Linked DNA regions of Sus scrofa: all the other regions are linked to region 4. A link is a contact called in public HiChIP or PLAC-seq data. All regions are on one chromosome and are shown on one strand. The core of a region is the stretch at or near the end of the contact, and the rest is flanking DNA. Distances in the headings are between cores, read along the strand shown. Region 1 overlaps MORF4L1 (mortality factor 4-like protein 1). Region 2 overlaps RASGRF1 (ras-specific guanine nucleotide-releasing factor 1). Region 3 holds the start of DNAJA4 (DnaJ heat shock protein family (Hsp40) member A4). Region 4 overlaps ADAMTS7 (A disintegrin and metalloproteinase with thrombospondin motifs 7). Region 5 overlaps CTSH (cathepsin H).

What was found. HiChIP or PLAC-seq counts read pairs in DNA pulled down with a chosen protein or histone mark.
Region 1: a contact with region 4 is called in an H3K27ac HiChIP or PLAC-seq map of alveolar macrophages. The contact joins two enhancer-like sites.
Region 2: a contact with region 4 is called in an H3K27ac HiChIP or PLAC-seq map of alveolar macrophages. The contact joins two enhancer-like sites. A contact is called at or near these places in 1 of 47 Hi-C or Micro-C datasets (subcutaneous adipose tissue) and 2 of 2 datasets of contacts at active chromatin or transcription factors (alveolar macrophages and skeletal muscle).
Region 3: an H3K27ac HiChIP or PLAC-seq map of skeletal muscle shows a contact between it and region 4. The contact joins the promoter of DNAJA4 here to the enhancer-like site in region 4. A contact is called at or near these places in 2 of 5 promoter capture datasets (fetal liver and liver), 4 of 47 Hi-C or Micro-C datasets (fetal heart ventricle, fibroblasts, mesenchymal stem cells and 1 more) and 1 of 2 datasets of contacts at active chromatin or transcription factors (skeletal muscle).
Region 5: an H3K27ac HiChIP or PLAC-seq map of skeletal muscle shows a contact between it and region 4. The contact joins two enhancer-like sites. A contact is called at or near these places in 2 of 2 datasets of contacts at active chromatin or transcription factors (alveolar macrophages and skeletal muscle).

Annotation. Positions count from the first base shown.
Region 1 is chr7:48,061,344-48,064,043 of Sscrofa11.1, forward strand. The region is part of intron 3 of MORF4L1 (mortality factor 4-like protein 1); the gene reads left to right. Among named protein-coding and RNA genes, the nearest start is that of MORF4L1, 13 kb to the left of the region's middle. Within about 2 kb of position 1,413, at least 1 of the 83 cell types and tissues checked has an H3K27ac peak or open chromatin away from gene starts, as enhancers often do. A contact at or near this core is called in alveolar macrophages, where this site is marked.
Region 2 is chr7:48,158,975-48,161,674 of Sscrofa11.1, forward strand. It overlaps RASGRF1 (ras-specific guanine nucleotide-releasing factor 1), which reads right to left. Exons shown (of 27, transcript XM_003128446.6): 15 at 466-839. Among named protein-coding and RNA genes, the nearest start is that of CTSH, 54 kb to the left of the region's middle. Within about 2 kb of position 1,262, at least 8 of the 83 cell types and tissues checked have an H3K27ac peak or open chromatin away from gene starts, as enhancers often do. A contact at or near this core is called in alveolar macrophages, where this site is marked.
Region 3 is chr7:47,673,620-47,676,319 of Sscrofa11.1, forward strand. It overlaps DNAJA4 (DnaJ heat shock protein family (Hsp40) member A4), which reads right to left and starts at 1,271. Exons shown (of 8, transcript NM_214339.1): 1 at 1,250-1,271; 2 at 962-1,100. The coding sequence starts at 1,093.
Region 4 is chr7:47,929,096-47,931,795 of Sscrofa11.1, forward strand. ADAMTS7 (A disintegrin and metalloproteinase with thrombospondin motifs 7) reads right to left here. Exons shown (of 24, transcript XM_021098839.1): 23 at 2,518-2,680; 24 at 1-326. The coding sequence ends at 169. Among named protein-coding and RNA genes, the nearest start is that of ADAMTS7, 64 kb to the right of the region's middle. Within about 2 kb of position 1,331, at least 35 of the 83 cell types and tissues checked have an H3K27ac peak or open chromatin away from gene starts, as enhancers often do. A contact at or near this core is called in alveolar macrophages, fetal liver, liver and 2 more, where this site is marked.
Region 5 is chr7:48,085,386-48,088,085 of Sscrofa11.1, forward strand. It overlaps CTSH (cathepsin H), which reads right to left. Exons shown (of 12, transcript NM_213929.2): 11 at 1,209-1,334. Among named protein-coding and RNA genes, the nearest start is that of CTSH, 19 kb to the right of the region's middle. Within about 2 kb of position 1,441, at least 37 of the 83 cell types and tissues checked have an H3K27ac peak or open chromatin away from gene starts, as enhancers often do. A contact at or near this core is called in alveolar macrophages and skeletal muscle, where this site is marked.

The DNA.
Region 1 (2,700 bases), core at 163-2,662, 130 kb after region 4:
GCCTGGTAATCTCCATATACCACGGGTGTGGCCCTAAAAAGGGGAAAACTTTATTGGAATTCACTGACACAGACATTTAAATATTCCATTTATAAATAAATCTTAATAAAGTTTAAGCTAAATTCTACACCTAGTTACTGAGATTACTTTGTACTATGCTGTCTGTATCAGAAGTGCTGTGAGGCCCAGGCGCTCTGAAAAAACTTTGAAGAGACGTGAGGATATTGTAGCCCTTTTTCCTGTTCCTGAAGGAGCTCCCTCAGTACACCACCCCCTCCTGACCTCTAGGTAAATGCATGTTTTAAAGTTTTCTCAAGGAAATCATGTTGAGGGTTGCATTTTATTATTTATTCTACTTTTGGCTATCTTAGAGGTCAGAGGTGGGAAGTCATTAAGTAAAAAACTGAGAATACATCTAATAGTGTCAATAAAGGAGCTCCATCAGCAGGAGAAAAGAATCTGCACAAAAAGTTCAGCATTCCCTAAGAAATAACCTGGCCTTTGTTTTTCCCTTTGGAAAAAAAAATCACATCAGAGACCTTGCTTTGAACAAAGTCCTACTATATAGTACAGGTAATTGTATTCCGTATCCTGTGATAAGCTGTAATAGAAAAGATTATGAAAAAAAATGTGTATATATATATATATATATATATGTGTGTGTAACTGAATCACTCTGCTGTACAGTAGAAATTAACAACATCAACGATATGTCAATAAAATAAATATTTTAAAAATACCTTGTTTTGAAGTTCCTTGTGGCTCAGTAGGTTAAGAATTTAGTGTCGTCACTGCCGTGGTGCAGTTAAGATCCCTGGCCACATGCCCCAGGCGAGGCCTAAAAAAATTCCTGGGCCAGGGATTGAACCCAAACCTCCACAGCTACCCAAGCCGCTGCACTTGGGTTCTTAACCCACTGTGCCACAGTGGGAAGTCCTGAAGGAGCTTTTCCAAGTGACAGAATGCTTTAGCAACTAGATATTTTAAGAGAGTGGTTGGTTCTACCTTTTGTTATTTAGAAAGGCATTCTTGTGGCTATCTGTTGGAAGTAGGTGTATTCGTGAGTGAAGGTTTAAGATGATGTGGTTGGAGTTCCGTGTTGTGGAACAGTGGTTAACAAATCTGACTAGGAACCATGAGGTTGCAGGTTCGGTCCCTGCCCTTGCTCAGTGGGTTAACGATCCGGCATTGCCGTGAGCTGTGGTGTAGGCTGCAGACGCGGCTCGGGTCCCGTGTTGCTGTGGCTTTGGCGTAGGCTGGCAGCTACAGCTCCGATTCAACCCCTAGCCTGGGAACCTCCATGTGCCGCAGGAGCAGCCCAGGAAATGGCAAAAAGACAAAAAAAAAAAAAAGATGATGTGGTTTAATAACTATTTTAACACTTGGGGGAGGGGAGAGCATGTGGAAGTTCCTGGGCCACGGATCCAACCCAGGCTGCAATTAGCAGCCTGCACCACAACTGAGGCAATGCTGTATCCTTAACCTGCTGTGCCACAAGGGAACTTCCTGTAACACTTCAATATACAGTCTTAGCTGAGTTGATCTAGGTGGTATTAGAGTATTGTAGATACATGTGTCTGACATACCTTTGAGTGTTTATTTTTTGTGTCAAACTTTCAAGTGTTTTACATGTATAATTTTCATAATGATCCTATGAGATAGGTACTGTTACTCCTCATTTTATATGTAATGAAACTAAGACACAGAGAATTACATAACTTTGTAACAAAGTTAACCAGTTTTAGTTCTTTAATTTATTTTTTATTTATTTTTTTATTTTTTGTCTTTTTTGCCATTTCTTGGGCCGCTCCCACGGCATATGGAGGTTCCCAGGCTAGGGGTCGAATTGGAGCTGTAGCTGCCGGCCTACGCCAGAGCCACAGCAACGCAGGATCCGAGCCGCGTCTGCAACCTATACCACAGCTCACGGCAACGCCGGATTGTTAACCCACTGAGCAAGGGCAGGGACCGAACCCGCAACCTCCTGGTTCCTAGTTGGATTCGTTAACTACTGCGCCATGATGGGAACTCCTAGTTCTTTAATTTAAAGTCAGCTTATTATGGATTCCTGTGCCTTATTTTTTTGAAATTAAAATTCATTTATTTATTTATTGGCCACCCCTGCAGCATGTGAAAGTTCCCAGGCCAGGGATGGAACCCAAGTCACAGCAGTAATCTGAGCTTCTGCAGTAAGAGCACTGGATCTTTAGCCTGCTGCACCACAAGGAAATTCAACATTCTTTTTGATATCTTTATACTGTAAGGATAATTGCTTAGGGGCTCTTAGGCTAATGCCTTGCTCTTGTGCTTTTTTTTTTGGACTCTCAGGGCCGAAGATGTGGCATAGGAAGCTCCCAGGCTAGGGGTCGAATTGGAGCTAGATCCTAGCTGCGTCTGTGACCTACACCATAGCTCACAGCAACGCCGGATCCTTAACCCATTGAATCAAACCTGCATCCTTGAGAATACTAGTCAGATTTGTTTCCGCTGCACCACAGCAAGAACTCCCTGCTCTTGTGCTATTTTAAAGAACAATGTGAATGATCTCTTTTGGATTCTGGCAGTTTAGATTTGGAACGTTGCTTTTCAGAATACGTTTATTGCCTTTTGATAGAACAGATTTTCACTTTAGTTGAAAGTGAATTTGTAATGCTGGTTCAGCAAATTAGTTCAAAGAGATCCAAAGACTTGCCTCTTGGA
Region 2 (2,700 bases), core at 12-2,511, 230 kb after region 4:
GCCTTCTCTGACTCTCCCGATGGTGTCCCCACACCTCCCTGGAGCATCCCTCTAGCACAGCAGGTGTCAGGTGCCTGGTCCTGCTCTTCAGGGGTGCTGGGAATCCCTGGGGGGCAAGAACTAGGTCTGAGGCCCTCTTCTCTCCCAAGCCCTGACCAGGGCTGGGCCCAGGACATGCCCACCTCCTTGGACAAATACAAGGAGGCAGGAGGCAGCTGTCGTCAGGGGATTGCGGAGCTGGATGATGGGAGAGACACTTATCCCACTTCTTTGGAATCTTTGCTGTCGTTCTGCAGCCTGGGCTCCCAAATTCAGCTGCTTCTCCCCGTTCCAGGCTCTGCTCTTTCTCCCTGATCAGGCGGGGACCCTCAGCCGCCCCTCCTGTCCCAGGGCAGCCTGGCAGGGCTGGGCCGGCCTCCGTGGGCCGGCGAGCCAAGGGGGTGGCTCGGCCCTGCATCCACTCACTCTGCTTTCTGAGAGCTGAGGGTTCTTCAGGCTTCTCAGCGGTCGTATCGCCCTCATCTGGAATCTTGCTGGCAAAGCTGCTGGACACGTAGAGCTTGCTGGTGTCCAGGGTGGCCTTGCTGAAAGGCGACATGGCCGAGTACATGCTGGTGTAGCCGTTGGAGTTGCAGCTGAGGGCGGCCAGGTCCAGGGCCTTGCCGCCCGTGATGATGGGGATATTCAGGGAGAGCTTCCGCCGGCGGCTGGGTGACGACGTCTTGGTGATGGACAGGGGTGGCGGCGAGGAGAACTTGCGGGTGGCTCGTGGGGACTTGGGGGGGTCCCCGTACAGGAGCTTGTTGTTTTGGCCGCTGGCAAACAAGAGCTCCAGTGACCTGTGGGAGGGCAGGGAGTGAAAACAAATGGTCAGCAGGGGCCTGACTGCCTGCCCAGGCCTGGCCCCCCACCCCCGGTCCTGGGGGGCTCAGAGGGCCAGCACGGCTCCCTCATTCTCATGATCCCTGACACCCAGGCCGACCCTCTGAGCAGGTGGGTTTGAGAGGAGGCCAGGCCAAAAGGCCTGTGCGGTTAAATGGCTGCAGCCAGGTGTCTATAGACCCAGGTGTCCCGCTTTGGGAGGGGACATGGGCTTTGGTGGCACAGTGCCTGACGCTCCCTCTTCGGCCTCCCTCTGGTCGGCAGCAGAGAAACCTGACCCGCGCGTGCCTCTGAGAAACCTCTCTAGGTGCCCCCAACAGGCCTGCTGTCACCCACACCCTCTGACCTCAGACTCACCCAGGTCCTGGGAGTTTATGGACAAGGGAGCTGAGCTCGGAGACAGGAAATGACTCATCTGGCACCTCCTGACTCTAAACCCATGTCCTTTCTATTTCACTCAGGTGCTTGATTGGCCTCGGTGGATACTTGGGGGCAGGAAGCTGAGGCGGGGGGTCTCCCAGCAGTCCCAGCCATTCTTCTTTTCATCCTCAGACAGGGCCCACACCTCAGGGCCAGGGTGGAAAAAGGGGATGGTACATAATAGTACCAACAGTTGCCCACAGCATGGAATATGTTAATCCCGGGAGAGACTGTATCATTTTTTTTGTCTTTTCTAGGGCCGCACCCTTGGCATATGGAGGTTCCCAGGCTAGGGGTTGAATTGGAGCTGTAGCCACTAGCCTACACCACAGCCACATCAATGCCAGATCCAAGCCATGTCTGCGACCCACACCATAGCTCACGGCAATGCCGGATCCTTAACGCACTGAGCAAGGCCAGGGATCAAACCTGCCACCTCATGGTTCCTAGTCGGATTCGTTAACCACTGAGCCATGATGGGAACTCCAGACCGTATCATTTAATCCTCACCATTGCCCTGGGAGGAAGGTATTCTTATTTCCGTGTCACAGATGGAACGCCGAAGCTCAGGGAGGTGAAGGGATTCGGCCCAGGTGACAGGGCTGCACTGGGATCAGAACCTGCGTCTTTCCACTGACAGGCTGTGCCTGCTGGGTGGAATCCTAGGAGGTTCCCAGGTTCCTAGGAATGTGAGGGTCCCTGGGGAACGGTCTCCAGTGGTTTTCAGGCTTGAATCCATCCTGGATAGGGTGGTTCCTCCTGCTGTCTCAGGGCCCCGGAAAGCTGGCTGCTGAGGTTAAGCAGGTGAACCTTGAGCACTGGGGGGTGGGGGTAGGGGTGGGAGGAAGCAGGGAGGAACTGGGGGAGGGGACAGAGGAGACACAGGGGGCAGCTGGCCTGCTCTGGCAGCAGAGGTATAGGGCCAGCGGAGGGACAGTTAGAGTTGCCAGGCTTCCTAACCCCTCCTTGTGTCCTGGGCTTGCACTCAGGACTGGCTTGGCCTCCCAGCAGCCCTGGGGAGTTGCTATAACTCTGAGGCTCTGCTCTAGGCAGCCCCAGAGTGGACGCCCTGGCCCCAGTCTTGCCGGGGCGGGTGTTGAGGGAGCACTCAGGGGTGCTCGGAGGCTTACTGCAGCATCCACAGCTGAGGTCCAGGCAGAAAAGGAAAGCACCTGTTGGCCCCCACATTTCCTGGCAGGTCCCTCCCAGAGCAGTGAGGTCCATGGGGATCCCTGAACTTGACCTACCCCTAGGGAGCCTTAGGTAGATCCTTCATGACTCTATTGGGTGGGGGTTAATAACTACCTTTCTGATGCAGCTCAAGCTGCACGCAGGGCCTTGCTGGGTCTAAGCCCGCTGCCCCGATGCCTTGTTGATGCTACTCTTGGCTGGGTAACC
Region 3 (2,700 bases), core at 21-2,520, 260 kb before region 4:
AGTCAAAGGAGGAGTGAGAAGGCCAACAAGCTTTCCCTAGGATCAATGCCTGATCTTCCTAGTCGTCTATTCAGGTGCAGAATGAGCCTCCTTGGGCATAAAAAAGCAGCTTGACTCTTCCTTTGAACAGGATGAAAAGTTTAATTCAGGCCTCCGCTGTGCAAAGCATTTTTCAGCCTATTATTGGTACTGAGGATCAATTATGGGTCGTTTGCCACAGAAAATCCGGACTGTTCACTTAAAATGATGTGTCAGATTAAAGATCTCCGTGTCCCTCTTTAATAAAGAAAAATGCGATTAATCAATGTCTGACAACCTTTATCAGGCAGAAGACCGGCCCCCAGGACAAATCCAGTCCAGCCATTCTCAAGAAGGACACCGGGTTTGTCCAAGGTACCAGCTCAGACGAAAAGAAACTCATCTCTAGGGCTTACGCATCAACAGGGAATATGAGCACAAAAATAATCCAATCCTGGTCATTCGCAGCAAGTAACCAACTTCGGGTCACGCGTGCCTCAGTTTCCCGGCTGGCTGCCTCTCCTGTAAGGAATGCCCGCACATCCTATGAGAACTGGGGTCCCGCGTTTCAGTCCCAGCCCTTCTTGGCGTTCGGAGGGGCCCCCTGAACACTCGTGGAGCGAACGGAGGATGAATGGGCTGCACAGGGGATCACGAGGGGCCCCGGTGCCTCCCCCCACCGCCTGCTCTCGCCGGGCGAGGGGCGGGCGCTTGACAAAGTGCCCTCCACCTGACCGCGCCGCGCCCCCTCGGCCTCGGGCCACCCTCGGCTCGGCCCGGCCCCGCTGCGGGGTGCGCGGCGCCTGGCGACCGCCTCACCAACAAATGCGGCTCGGGTTCCCCACCGACTTCAATAATTCACAGCCCCCGAGCTCCCGGGCTGAATAATTGACGGCGGGCCCCGCGCGAGCCCGGCCCGCACCGCCCCGAGCCCGGCCCGCACCTTCTCGCCCTCATCCGGGTTCTTGTCCGGGTGGTACTTCAGCGCCAGCTTCCGATAGGCCTTCTTGATCTCCTCCGGGGAGGCGCTGGGCTTCACCCCCAGGATGTCATAGTACTGGGTCTCCTTCACCATCTTGTCTCTGCGGGGCGGGGCGGGCAGGACGGTCAGTGCGCCCCGAACGCCCCCGTCGGGCCTCTGGCCCGCGCCCCCGCTGCCCGCCCGCGCGTCACGGTCACGGGCGCCGCCGCCCGAACCTCCCGCCCGCCCGCCAGCCCGCGCCGGGCCGACCTCCGCGCCCGGCACCGCCGCACTCGAGCCGCCGCCTCCTCCGCGGCGGGTTTTATTCGGCGCCGGCGGAAGGTTCCACAAGGAGACAGTGACGCCACAAAGACCCAGAAGCTTCGCGGAGGTTCCGGCGGCGCCCGGGGCTGCGGGCTAGCGCGCCGCGGAGAGTACGCGGCAGGGACCCCGACGCCCCAGCTCACCCGGTGTCTTCGGCCCCCTGCTCCTCCGGCCGCCCGTCTGACTCCCCGGAGCTCCAATTCTGGCTGCCGCCGCGGGCCATGTTGGGGGGCTTGGAAGATGGCTTCGGCGTGGAGGGTGCCTTCCGACGACAGTCCCGCCGCCCCGGGGCTGTCCCCTTTCCCTTCCGCGGGTCCGTGGGTCCGGTTGGCTCCAGGAGAGCGCGGCCTGGAGGGTGGCGTCGGCGGGAACCCGGGTGGAGGGGTTGGACTGGGAGGGCTGCGCCCCACGGTCCGCACCCGGCCTCTCCCTGGGGGTGTGGCCGCCCTCTGTTTGGTCATGGTCCCGGTGCGCCCTGAGGCCTATCTCGGATTGTTGCATTTTTGAGGGGTTTGGAGTGGGTTGGGGCCTCTCCCGCTGCGTGGCCACATTTCCTGAGGCCCTGCAGCTACTGGCGCCCCTCAGGGCATCTTCAAGGCTGAGCAGAGCCTAAGCCCTTCCAGATACATGCAGTGGTGCTTTGCTGACCCCAGCTGTGGACGGTGGTCTTACTGCCCACACCTGGGAGCCTCTGAAGTCCCCCAGATGTGAGCAGCGATGTCCCCCAGGTCTCCACAGGGTGGGCAGTGCGCTCTCTTCTCCGAGCCCACACAGTTGGACTAGGCTCATGCACACGCTAGGGGTGGGAGGGCGAGTCCAGTGACTGCAGCAGGACTCTCGTTGCCCAGGAGGGAGGGATAGTAACAGGCCCAGGACTTCCTTCACTGTGCCCAGGTCCCAGTAGTGCCCGGTAGCCAGGATCACTACCCGCTGCAGTTACGTGGGCGTGGAAAGCAGCACTATCAGAGAAGTGCAGGCCTTCTGCTCCAGCCCAGCCTGGGCTTCTGCAGGTGGAACGCTGTCGGAGAGGGCCACTGCTCACCTCTCTGGGATCCTTTGGCTTCGTTTTTGGCCCTGTGGCTGAAGCAGGCACTCTCCCTCTTCCACGTGTTCAGTAGAGGTGAGAAACAACTTTTAACTTACAAGAGAAGTTGCTCGTGGGTATGCTTGGAGGCATTGCTTTTTTTCATCTCAGACTCCTCTGGAGCAGTAACCTTTGGCAGAGAACTCACAGCTAGAGGTCAAGAAGCTTGATTCCATACCCAGCTGTTGTTAACTCTATGAGCCTTATGTCTCTGAGCTGGTTTCCTCATCAGCAAGACATGGTCATTGCCACCTGCCTGCCTTCTTCACAGGGCTCTTGATCACTCTGAAAGCTTCTAGTACAAGAGATCGCA
Region 4 (2,700 bases), core at 81-2,580:
AGAATAAAAAAATACCTTTTCTGAGGGGAGGGGTCCCCAGCCTGCCGCTGGCAGGGGCGGGTTAGCACCATGAGGGCGCGAGGGACAGGGGCTCCGCCGCGGCCCGTGCTGGGCGCTGAGGTCTGTGTGTCTGTCGATCTGGGAATCCTGGCTGGGCTGGGCCGTGGGTCAGCGGCGGGCGACCCGCTGATGGCCACGGGAGGGGGCGCCGTGGCCGGGCAGGGGGCAGGAGCGACAGCACTGGGAGCGGACGGTGGGCAGCTGGCAGCGGCCCAGCAGGCGCAGAGTCTCGCAGAAACCAAACGACAGGCGATCGCGCTCACAGCCTGGGGGCAGAGGGAGGGTCAAGACACCAGAACAGCCCCGTTCCTGCCTGTACCCAAGTGGCATGGCTTCCCTGAGATTTGACCAAGGCCCTCTCCTTGCCCCTCAGCAGCCTTAAGGGGACCTGCAGCCACCACCGAAGCATCGGCCTGCTGTTTCCAGAGGGGCTCCCCTGGACCTGAGTTGCAGATCTCCAGCTGTTAGTCTGTCCCACTTGGCCTTGGCCCCCACCTTCAGGGCTGGAGCACTGGCACTGCTGGGCTCAGGTTTCCAGAGGAAAGTGCTCATGAGAAGTCAAGGGGCCTGCCACCCCTCTCTGTCCCCGCAGGCTCCAGCAACCTGACATGTCAACTAAGGTCCCAGGTGCCTCAGGCCAGCCTACAGCGGCCTCTGCCCTCCAGCCCTGCCACCTCCCTCTGCCCAAAGGCACCTGTCAGGCCTCCCTGACCCCCTGCAGCCACATGGGTGATACTCAGCTTCAGTTGTGGGTCACATACCAGGTCTCATCAGCCAGGCCAAGCACTGAGGCCCAGAGAGAGCAGGTGTGACCTGGACCATAGAGCCCATCAGCGGAACCCAGGCCTCCTGAGGGTGGCCAGAGGAAGGCTGCAGGCCGGCTGTGCCTGTCCGGGGCTGAGGCTTGGCAGGCTCTCCTGCCCTGTGCTTATCAAAGCTATTTTGGGACGCGGCTTGCTTCCAGCCTCCTGGCCTTGCGCCCGCCGCCTCTGACAGCCCCCAGCTGCCGCCTGGCCCTGCTCACTCCAGCTGACACCCCAGGGGAAGAGAAGCAGGAAGGCAACTGGCAGCCCTGGGACATTCCTGGGTCCCAGCAGAGGGCACAAGGCAGCAGGCTGGCTCCTCCACTGTGGCTCTGGGGAGCAGCTCTAACATACGCAGCTGCAGACCTGTTCCTGCTGTGTGACCTCAGGCCAGTTTCTTAACCTCTCCAGAGCCCCACCTCCACAGGCCAACGGATGTGGCCAAGCTGTGTCCGCTGCCTCAGCACGATGACTACACACCCTGGAGTTAACAGGCTTTCCAAACGTCCTGCCACACAGCCCCACAGAGCATCAAAACATCCTGGGGACTCCAGGGTCTCAACATGCAGTCACTTCCTTGGCTGGTCTCCGCCCCTGACTCCTCACCTGGGCACCAGCAGCCAGCCTGAGGCTGTGCGCGGGAGGCGCTGAGGCGCTCGGTGGATGGATGCTGAGGGCAGGGTGCTCAGGGTGGGTGGGATTTCTGCTGGGCCTCGAGGTAAGGAGACCTGGGCAGGAAGACCACACTGGCCAGTGGCATGGGCAGCAAAGCACAGCAGTAGCTAGGCTGGGCCTGTCCAAGGACTGCCAAGGAGCCAGTCTGGGGGGACCTTGTCCTGGGGGGACCTTGTCCTAGGAGCAGGGGTCAGACGTGATAAGCACAGAAGCTGCTGGGTTCTCATGACTTTCAGAGGTAGCTCGAGGCGCTCTTCCTAACCTCATGAGGGGCGATGCGGTGACCACGAGGGAAAGGAAGCAGCCAGCCTTCTCTGAGCACGTCCCGGGCCCTTCCCCTTAAGACCTGACTTAGGAGAACAGGGGTCGTCTGTGCCTTTACACTCTAAGAGTGGCGGCCTGGACAGGGATGTGGGGTGGCCAGGAGTGACTCCAGGACCACAGTTTCTGTGCTCAGCACCGCTGGATGGGGCCAGCGGGGGTGCTATGCTGCAGGAAGGAAGTGTGTGTGTGTGTCCAGAGCCCCCTCTGGCAGAGGCTCTTCCTCCAGGAGGACCCAGCTGGCCAGGAAGCCACCCGCTGCTGGGAGCTCGCAGGACCCCAGGAGGGAGGCCCTTTCCTGCGGCTCCTCTGCTCATTCCGGGCAGCCCTCCCCTGGCCAGGAAGCGGACAGGCCAGAGCCTGGGCTGGGCTCACCCCGGCCTGCGGCCCTGTCTCAGGGACATCCCAGCCTTATTCTGGGGGCAGGCGCGTAACTGAGACCAGAAGGGAAAAGAGCTTGCCTGGGGTCACACACAGACTAGGGGCTGAGGCTGCAACCTCCATGCCTCCCCTGCACTCAACAAAGCTGCCCGCGGGGGGACGACTCCCCTGGGGCCCCACCCCAGCACAGCCCCAGTTGCTCCGAGGCTCCCCCTCAGCTGGTGCCCAATGGCCTGAGGACCCCCATCTCCCCACTGAGAGCCGTCGGGGCACTCACGTGGCAGCTCTGTGAGCTCGCAGTCCTGGATGCCACAAGGCCGGGAGCTCTCGGGCCAGGCCTCGTGGCCGCACTGGTCGCTGTCTTCCTCGGGCAGCCCACTCTGGGTATTAACGCACTTGACCAGGCGCCGCTGGACGCCGCCACCGCAGGGGGCTGAGCACTGCAGGGAGCGGGGCAGGG
Region 5 (2,700 bases), core at 191-2,690, 160 kb after region 4:
AACAGCGTTGGGTTTATTTGCTGCTCACCAGGAAATCTCTGACCTGACTTTGTGAATAATTTCTCCTTCCCTCTACTTGGCTGTCAAAAGAACCCTCTTTTTGCTTTTTAGGGCCACACGCACAGCATATGGAGGGTCCCAGGCTAGGGTCAAAAATAGGAGCTACGGCTGCCAGCCTACACCACAGCCACAGCAACCTCAGATCCAAGCCACTTTGGGGACCTACATCACAGCTCACACCAGATCCTCAACCCACCGAGAGGGCCAGGGATTGAACCTGCACCCTCATGAATGCTAATCAGGTTCATTACCACTGAGCCACAACAGGAACCCCAAGAACCCTCTTACTCTATCTGCGTCTCACTTCTCTCCAGAATTCCTAAGGGCCCCCTTCTTAGCCCTGCCTAGGCCCTCACATGGTTATTTAAATATCACCAGGACCCCCTGTGGTAACAGAGGAAAGTCTCCTTTTCCCATGAGGACATACAAAGTCTGAGAGGAGAGACCTGGACAAAATCACATCAAGATAGGTATATGGGGAGTTCCCGTCGTGAAGCTGCAGAATCAAATCTGACTAGGAACCATGAGGTTGCAGGATCGATCCCTGGCCTCACTCAGTGGGTTAAGGATCCAGCGTTTCCCTGAGCTGTGATGTAGGTCACAGACTCAGCTTGGATCTGGCATTGCTGTGGCTACGGTATAGGCCGGCAGCTGTAGCTCCAATTGGACCCCTAGTCTGGGAACCTCCATATGCCATGGGTGTGGACAAAAGACAAAAAAAAACCCAAAAAAACAAAAAAAACTAGATAGGTACCTGGGCCACCTGATTCCAGCCCTCTTCTCCTACAAAGAGGAGCTGTCAACCATCAGGGGTTAACTTGTTGCCTTGATTTCTCACCAGTGGGCCCTTCCCGATGTGGGCTTAGTCCCAGCAAGGCTTTGTGTTGTGAACTCTTTCCTAGCCGTGGACACAGAACCTACTGAGCCAAACAGACTCCTGTTCCTGGCACAGCATCTTTAAGATGTGGCATCCAGGGAGAGAGGGGCTGCTGGAGGGGTCTTGAGGGCGTGAGACTCCATCCTCACACTCCCCTCCTCCTGGCTTGGGCCAAGGCTCAGCTGACCAGCCCCTTCTTGGAAGCCACATTTGAGGTGGAGGTCTCCTCCGAGGGCCCCCCTCCCAGCACAGGGAACTGGAAGCTGCTTACCCATTCATTCCCCACTGGGGACCCCATGAGTTTTTCACAATCCAATATGGTATCCCATTTTCTTCTCCGTACCCAACAGCCAGTACTGCGTGGTTGACTTTATCTGGAGTTTTATGGCAGGAGGTACTGGAAAACCAAAATAAAAAGTGTTTGCAAATATGGAAATTGTACAAGATGACTCAATCACACCCAAGTGATTGAGAGCAGTGTTGCGCAAAGAGAGGGGGCTGGAGATCATTAAAGGCGGTGCGTTAAGTCGATGAGTCACAGTGCAAGAGCAGTGTTCTCCTCCGCCCCTTGGGTTCTGCTCACCCAAAGGAAAGCATCTTGGTGTGGTGCTGGCCCAGCTCGGACACCTAACACTTTCCAATGTCTCTCTCTTCACAAGCAGAGAGGAGCCCTCTGGTTGCACCTCTGAGGGCAACAGTGCCTGGTCAGTGTGTCACACAGCATTGCTTTGCTGCCACTGTATTTATTTTGAGGATCCCCTTTAAGAATGGATGTGTGTATATGTAGAACTGAATCACTTTATTATACAGCAGAAATGATCACAACATTGGAAACCATCCCTACGTCACTAAAACTAAAATGACTCCCTTGTATTTAAGGGCAATTATATAGGTTTCCCATATAAGACAGTGAACTAGTTTAGTTCCCATAAGGAAACACTGAGAATTTCCAGAGGACAAACAGCAGTGCTCAAGTATCCGTTCAGCTGATGGGTAACTGAGTTTCTGGTCTGTGCCAGGCAGGCCTGGGGCAAGGAGCCTGGACGCCAGCAGCGGGCAAAGCTCTGCTCCTGAGTTTAGGAGGCTTCCTTGGCAGGGAGCAGACTGGCAGGGAGCAGAAGAGGCTACTTCCTTACAGTGGACTGAGGGCTGTGCCAGCTGTGACAAGAGCCCAAAGGGAGGGCCCAACCACTTGAGGGTGGGGGGGAAAGAAACTTTCCTGAGAAGGGAGGGCACCTGCATAAAAGCACAAACCCTTGGCGGGGGGGGGCCTGCAGCGGGGGGCACAGGTGGAACAGGGAGGATGAAGGTGGTTCTGATGGGAGATGAGCTGGAGAGATTTTAAGTCTTCCTTCAGCTAAGCTAGGACACTGAACACTGGGAAGACATGGAGTCTGTAGGAGTTGGTGTGGCAAGAAGAATGTTCCAGAAGGCTGACTGGCCACGAGTTGGGGCACAAAGATGAGCCAGTGAGGAAGCAACAGAGACAGAGACATGGGGGAGAGAGTGGAGAGCCGTGTCTGACTGTGGGGAGGAAACATGGGACCCAAGGTTTCCAGGGGCTATCCAGCTGTGGGGAGGCCCTTGGCCCTAGGTGTCTAACGCTCGGCAGAGACCCGGCTGGCAGATGGAGATGTGGAAACTGTCAGCAAACAGTTGGAGTTCAAGGAGTGTGTGAGAAGAGGGCAGAAGGCTGAGGAGAAAGCCCTGGAGAACACTGGCATTTAGAAACATTTAGAAACAAATGCCAAGGAGGCCATGAA